Regions from separate parts of the Ovis aries genome. Here region 2 is linked to region 1. A link is a contact called in public Hi-C data. All regions are on one chromosome and are shown on one strand. The core of a region is the stretch at or near the end of the contact, and the rest is flanking DNA. Distances in the headings are between cores, read along the strand shown. Region 1 has its middle 13 kb from the start of STEAP3. Region 2 holds the start of C2H2orf76 (chromosome 2 C2orf76 homolog).

The links. Hi-C and Micro-C count contacts between places; a contact is called where the count stands out from the background.
Region 2: a Hi-C map of hypothalamus shows a contact between it and region 1, with 2.9 times the contacts expected there. The contact joins the promoter of C2H2orf76 here to the enhancer-like site in region 1. A contact is called at or near these places in 5 of 16 Hi-C or Micro-C datasets (hypothalamus, liver, skin fibroblasts and 1 more).

Annotation. Positions count from the first base shown.
Region 1 is chr2:184,531,471-184,535,111 of ARS-UI_Ramb_v3.0, reverse strand. No RefSeq gene overlaps it. Among named protein-coding and RNA genes, the nearest start is that of STEAP3, 13 kb to the left of the region's middle. Within about 2 kb of position 1,566, at least 4 of the 54 cell types and tissues checked have an H3K27ac peak or open chromatin away from gene starts, as enhancers often do. A contact at or near this core is called in hypothalamus, where this site is marked.
Region 2 is chr2:184,766,517-184,770,157 of ARS-UI_Ramb_v3.0, reverse strand. C2H2orf76 (chromosome 2 C2orf76 homolog) reads left to right here and starts at 1,714. Exons shown (of 8, transcript XM_060411179.1): 1 at 1,714-1,834.

The sequences.
Region 1 (3,641 bases), core at 317-2,816:
CAAACCCCAAAGCAGAGGCTCAAGTTCTTGGCAGAGGGCAAACCGCAGTGACTGGCAGTGTGGTGAGCTGGGCTGCAGGGGCAGCGCAGGCTTCTTGCCCAATCAGGGCCGAGGTGGGGGTGCCTGAGCACTTAGGCAGAGTTGGAGGCCTGGTCCATTTCCTAGACCATTAGCAAGGCAAGTGACTGTTGAAAAATTAACCACAGGCAGGGGTAATGCACTTTGAAGAGGAAAAATCTCCTCAGAGGCTCAAATGCAGGACCTCGGCCCGAGAGGCTGGCCGCTGTGGGCGGAGCTTTTGGAAAAGAAAAGAGAGTGGAAAGATATGGAGTTTGCCTCCATAGCAGCCTTCCTCAGTAGTGTGGTTGAAGGAGTGACCCCAAGGGCTGGGGCTTCTCTTTCACGGCCCCCACTGAGCCTCACATCTGGGAAGACTTTCTTGACCTCTTTCAAGGCTCTGATCTCTCAGCTCGAGGATGTCCCCCAACCCTGTGGCACATGCTCTGAAGCAGGCCCACCTTCTCCAGTCAGCCCCCAAACGTGTTTCCTTGCGGCAGAAGTCCAGTTGGTTGTAAACACTCCTGGGCAGAGAGCTCACTTGAGCTGGGGCAGGAGAGCAGCTGATGCTCCCTCTGCTTGGCATGGGGTGCCCTTGCCTGCCAGCTGGCTTTCCTGTACATGTGCCAGCTGCCCCACTTTCATTATTTCTAATGTCTTCAGTACCCTTCCAAGATGGTCCTTACCATCTGCCCATTTCTCAGACAAGGACACAGATCCCCCAGCAGTGAGAGATGAGAAAGCCATGTGGCAGGCAGTGCTTCAACCAGGCCAGCTCAGTGCAGCATGGATCTTGAATGTGTCTTCAACCCTGTCCCCTTGCTGAGGGAGGTAGCACCTTAACCATAGGTTTCTGCCAGGCTCAAGTTCAACTGAAAAATATCCATACCACCTGCAATGCAATAGATATGATCCTTGGCTCAAGTAGATCCCCTGGAAAAGGAAATGGCAGCCCACTCCAGTATTTTTGCTTGGAAAATCCCTTAGACGGTGGAGCCTGGTGGGCTACTCTCCGTGGGGTCACAAGGGTTGTACACGACAGTGATTAACCCATCACCACATCATATTTGAAAGCTTTTGATGGATGGTTGGTTTGTCAAATGGGTATAAAGCCAGGGCTTTCAGGCTTTTTCTTGGAGTCATACAATCTGGCCCAATACATACCTACTTATATATAGCTTATAGATCCATACCTGAAACAATAGTGTGAGGAGACAAAACATATCCTCACCACGTGTGGCAAGATCTGATATTTAAACTTTTATTCTCTTCCACTTCATTAAAGAAAAAGCTTGTTGACCTAGTCCTCTAATAAAGATGTAAACTGAAGTTTGCCAACACTGGCTCGTGGCCACGTGCAGCTGGTCAGGAAGTGGTGCCACCAGTGTGCTGTGGTTGCTATGGTGTGGTGGTGGGTTGTGGCCTTTGGGGGTCTGTACACTGGGGCCTGTGTGAGAAACAGATGGGAGACTGTCCACCCACAAGTGTCTCAAGCCTATACCGCAGGGAGTGCCTGGGGTCTGAGTCATCCACCCTGCATCTCAGAGGGACCCAGATTCCCTAACCTAGCTGGGTGCCTTTGGACTTAGTCACTCTCTCTGCTCTCAGCTTCTTATCAGAGCACTGAAAAGGTGATAGCTGATAATGCCCATGGGCTGTCCTAGCTTGGCCATTCTGGGATGGCTCCAACTTGAACTTGACTTTCTGTAAAACCCCACCCACTGAGGGGCCAGCCACCAGAGGCTGAGTGGGGCTGGGAACACTGCAGGAGCAGGGAGTGGGACTGGGTAGGGGTGGCAGGCAGCAAGACTTGAGGCCTTCTGTTATTGCTCTGGGCACTCAGGAAGCATCGCAGGTGGGGAGCCACGGACCTGTCATTCCCCTCTTTAGTGGGCACCTCCACACCTCCTAGCATTTGGAATGCAAGAATGTAGTCATAATTACGCACCCAGACACCCTAGCCCAGCTTCATACCAGCTTGCCCTGTTCTCAGAGTTCTTCACCACTTAGTGGGCAGCTTCATCTTTGTGTTGGATGTTTCTTTAATACGAAGAATTATATTATTCTTAAACACAGGCTACAGTCTGAGTGCCCTGGGCCAGGAGGAAAGCAGAATTCATCTCAGAGAGGGAAAGAGAAAGAGGTCTGCCCCTTTGGGACTCCACCTTGGCCATGAAAGTCAAACTCCTATTTAATCCTTTACCGCACACCTGGGAGCACAGGCATCAGACTAATGGGAGATACATTTTCCTTTTCTTTTTTTAAAAAGTATTTTTATTTATTTGGCTGCACTGGCCCTGGATCTTTGTTGCTGCGTGCTGGTTTTCTCCAGCTGTGGCGAGCGGGGGTTACTCCTTGCTGTGGTGTGTGGGTTTCTCATTGCTGTGGCTTCTCTTGTTGTGGAACACGGGCTCAGTAGTTGTGAAGCATGGGCTTAGTTGCTTTGCAGCACGTGGAATCTTTCTGATCAGGGATTGAACCCATATCTCCTGCACTGGCAGGCAGATTTTAAACCACTGCACCACCAGGCAAGTCCAAATTTTCTTGTATTTTAAATAACAGGAATTTTGCATTTTAGGCCACTTGCCACTTGGGAGAGAGGGCCAGGAGCCAGAGCTCAAAGTCATGCAAAAGGAAGATCTAAAGAGAAAAGGGTTCCTGAAACAGGGTGGGATCTAGGAGCTTCTTGTTAGAAAGTGTGCTGTGGGACATCCCCTGGGAGTTTTCCAGCCCCACGTCAGTTATGTGCCCTGGGTTCTCAGACTTTCGTGAGTGACTGTCTGAAAACCTGCTTGTGGTTAGCATGCTCTGGGGCCTGTGGGAAGGGAAGCAGGCTGAGTCCATGTCAGGCACCTAGGACATGGAACTGGAGCTGTGTTTGCTCCACTGTTGCCTGGGAGCAGACCACTGTGTGGACTGGCTAGGAAAACATGAGCCCCTGCACATTCAAGAAGCTTGGATTCCAGAACATTTGGGTGGTCCACCACTGGGTTTCAAAGCCATCACTCTAGCCAGCTCTGCAGAATGGTCATGCCTTTTGCCAACCCCCTCTTGTCCTTTGCTGAATGTTTTGTTAACTACTGCCTACATTATTTTCCTTTAGGCTAGGAAATCAGTAAGGGAAAATCAAGATCCCCTAAAAGAATCACCTACTGTCCTATTTTGCTCTAGTGTCCTTTCATCTAAAGAAACAAGTGACGAGGGCCGTCACACTCACACGGCCCTTACAGTGCTAGGCTCTGTCCTATATATGGTCTGACATATATGATTTCATTGTCTTATGGTCAACCCATGAAGTGGGCTCCGTGACTATCACCCCCGTTTTGTAGATGAGGGAACTGAGGCACTCGGAGCTTCCATAGGCATAACCTGTCTCCTGTGAATAGCTCTCAAACTGCAGTATGTTTCTTGAATGATTTCTGATTAACCCAGTGGTTCTCATCTGCGCCAATTACCACCCCCCACCCCCCACCCCCCGCCCCACCATAGCAGGGGACACGACAACATCTGGAGACATTTTTGGGCAGAGCCTCAGGCCAGTGTGCATGTGGTGTATTTGCAGGGAGAGCTCAGGGAGCTGAGCG
Region 2 (3,641 bases), core at 465-2,964, 230 kb before region 1:
TAAAGTCCTTGACTACATCTAATGACTACATTATTATTATTTAGTCTCTTTGACTGTTTTCCTTTGTTTCTGCATTTCTCACATCTCTGATTAAACTTATCCTTTGACTAAAGTTTTCCACAGGCAAATGCAGGCAGAGGACGTGGTGTGGGGGTGGGGGGTCTATGGTCCTGCTCCATCTCAGTACTGCAGGCAAAGAATCCACTTGTAAGTCTGGCAAAGCCTGGCACCAAAGCCTGGCACCCCATTGCCTCCTTTCAACACACACCTCTGCTGATGTCGCCCAGTTCTCCTGGACAAGGTACGGCTGTGGATGTTGTGGGTGGAGTCTTGTTCTCTTCACCGTGAAGTCTTGTCATCTTGTCCATGTCACTCCATCCCACTGAAGCCAGGATCTCAGAATCGCACACCTTGGCTATGACAATAGGTACACGGTCCGGGGCAGCAACAGTGATGGCCTGATGAGTGGACACATAACCCAGATAGGGCAGTCCCGGGCTTCATATAGGTACACTGTGCTAGTCCCCTTGCTCTGGGTCTCTCAGGCGAGTCATCAGCTTGGGCTGTGTGTGGCCTCAGCCCTCCTCCTGGCATAAGGTAACCCATCCACAGCAGGAGGGAAGCAGGTCAATGTCTATTTTCCATAGCAGACCATCACAGCTCCCGGATCCAGTCTGAGTGGGCTCCCCAGTTCCTATCTTGAGAGCAGGGTTTGCTGTGGGAGTTGAAACAAGTGGAGGAAAAGACCCCCAAGGAGGAAGCTGGGGGCTCCCTAGAGGGTTGGTCACTTTCCATCCAGTTTTTGGATATTCAAGATGTGTTATATATGAACACATATTTTTTGGCTGGCAGCATCTTAGTTCCCTGACCAGGGATTGAACTTGGCCCCTCGACAGTGAAAGAGTCAAATCCTAACCACTGGACAGCCAGGGAATTCTCAAGATGTATCATATTTAAAATCTATGATTATTATGTTGTTTCCAGATATTTTATAGCTGGTATGAATGCAAATTACTTTCTTATACGTAATAATACAATTGAATAGAGGGTCATGAGCACAATGTTCTTCCTTATTTCTTTGCATTTTGAGAGAAATTGTTAAATGAGAGAAAAACACAGTTTGAGCCCCTTCCTAGCAAGCTCCAAGGCATGACAACTGTTTCCCAGAGCTTCAGATAGTTATCGCTTTATTAGAGTCACCTCTGGCTCTCAGTTTCCAAATTGAGACAAGTCCAGAGTTTTCCACTTTTATCTTCTGCTTCAGTTATTTGTGATCATGATCAAGACTGCATCGTAGTTAATCACGGAGGATTTTATTCCAATCAGAGTTGCAGTACTATGTATCTTAATAGGTTGACGATCCAGCAAAGAATGTGATGGTAGAAATGGGCATCTCTTTTCTAGGGAGAGAATAGGTTTTACTTTCCAGTGGCTTAAAACACTGATGACTCTCTTATTCTTCAGGCGGTGGCTCCAAAGAATGAGGCATGTCCCAGGCAGGAAAGCAGGCATGGCTGGAGCAGGGCAGCAGCTTCATCAGCAGAGGCTGAGGCACTAGTACATTGAATGGCTTTGCATCCCGGCCAGGAGGGGGCGCATGTCCTCCGACTATTGACCCCGAGCGTCCTGCTCGGCCCTTAGTGGCCGGCAGGTGGAGCCAGAACCTTCCTGGCCTCTGCACGGGCGCATGCGCACCTCTCCGGCGTCCTTGGCAAGGAGCGGATTTTTCCCTTAGGAAGACGGAGGGCCCGCTGCGGTGGCTCTGGGGCAGTTGCCTGGCGTCGTCGCGTCCGAGGCGGCAAAGCGCTTCCGGCTACGCCGCGCGTCTGAGGAGGTGATCATGTGAAGGGGCTGGTTGTGCAGCGGGCGCCGGTGCGGAAGCTGGGACGGAGGTCGTGCTGCCGAGATGTCTGTCAGGGGCAGGGTGGTTTGTGGGGGATGGCCACCCACTCCAGTGTTCTTGCCTGGAGGATCCCAGGGACGAGGCAGCCTGGTGGGCCGCCGTCTATGGGGTCGCACAGAGTCGGACACGACCGAAGCGACTTAGCGGCAGCAGCAGCAGCACAGATGTATCGTCGTGGAGGGAGATGCGGTGCTGGGGACCCCGCAGCCTCGGGAGAGGGATGAGGAGGACTCAGGACCGGCCTTGGGAGACGCAGGATCCCTGGGCAGAAGGGAGAGTTTACAGTTATCCCCGTTCTTCCGTTACTGTTTGCTCACTTGCCCTCGAAAAGTTATAAATATGTCTGTTTTCCTTACTGACTGAGAGTGTTTGCCTCCCCTTGTCCACAGGGCACTGAACTATTCAGTCCCTGGTGCAAAGATCTTTACTAAATTCCTGGTCTGTGCGGACAATACGGATAGAATGGAATAGTAGTTGAAAAAATACTGAAAAAGTAAAGAGGAAGTGTGTTACATTACTTTAATATTTTAAGTATGCAAAAACCAGGATTTTCTATAACTTTAATTTCCTGACTTTAAAGGAATGCAAATTATCTAAAATATACTTAATATACTTCTTAACCTCATTTCCAGATTAAGATGCTTGGGAAAGGAGCTTATTAAAAAATAAGATTATAGACATTCTAACTTAGCATTCAAATAGAGATATACAAAATTAATCGAAATGCCTTCATATATTGAAGTTATTAGGAGAAAGTTTATAATTTACAAAAGTATTAAAAAAAATACTAGCCATGCTTGACAGTTTATTTTAACACAGTGGCCATCTTAGATATGTGTAAATATTAGGTCATTGAAACATCTTTTGCAGGATTACAATGCAACTAGACATGTTAAAATAATAATATCCAGGTTATTACCAAGTTTTTATAAGAATATAGTGAAAATACTGCAAATCACTTTTAGAAGATCCAAAGACAGTTGTGATTTAAAAAAAAAATACTAGCCATTGCGTATTAAGATAATTTAAGATGAATTATATTAAAACTCAAAACTTTAGCATATGTAAGAGCTGAGACAATGGCTGCTGATTAGAAACTTTTGTAAATTATAAACTTTCTCCTAATAACTTCAATATTTGAAGGAATTTAGATTAATTTTGTATATCTCTATTCGAATGGTAAATTAGAATGTCCATAATTTTATTTTTTAATAAGCTCCTTTCCCAAAAGAATTGATATTTTTATATATAGTTCTTCATTCCCCATTTCTTTCCTTTTCCTTTATTTAGTTTTTGTATCAGAAAATGTATGTCTGTGTCTTGTTAAAGCTTTTCATTCTTCTAACGGATTTCAGGAGATACATTCTCTTCCTGTAAATAAGGAGAGAGCCCTTCTAATAAGCATGCATTATATATATAATCAGGAATTTTCCAAGGAGCACTTAACAGTTTCCACTTGGCTTACAGTATCATCTTGTCTTAAAGCCTGCATAAATATTTGTACAATAATGCCCTTTTACCAACATGCTTCTGATTTCACCATGGTATATTTCCTGATGTGACTTTATTTTATCTTATTTTTTCATGTCATTTTTAAAAATTGGAGTATAGTTGCTGTACACTGCTGTGTCAGTTTCTGCTGCAACCCACTCCAGTATTCTTGCCTGGAGAATCCCAGGGACAGAGGAGCCTGGTGGGCTGCTGTCTATGGGGTCACACAGAGTCAGGCATGACTGAA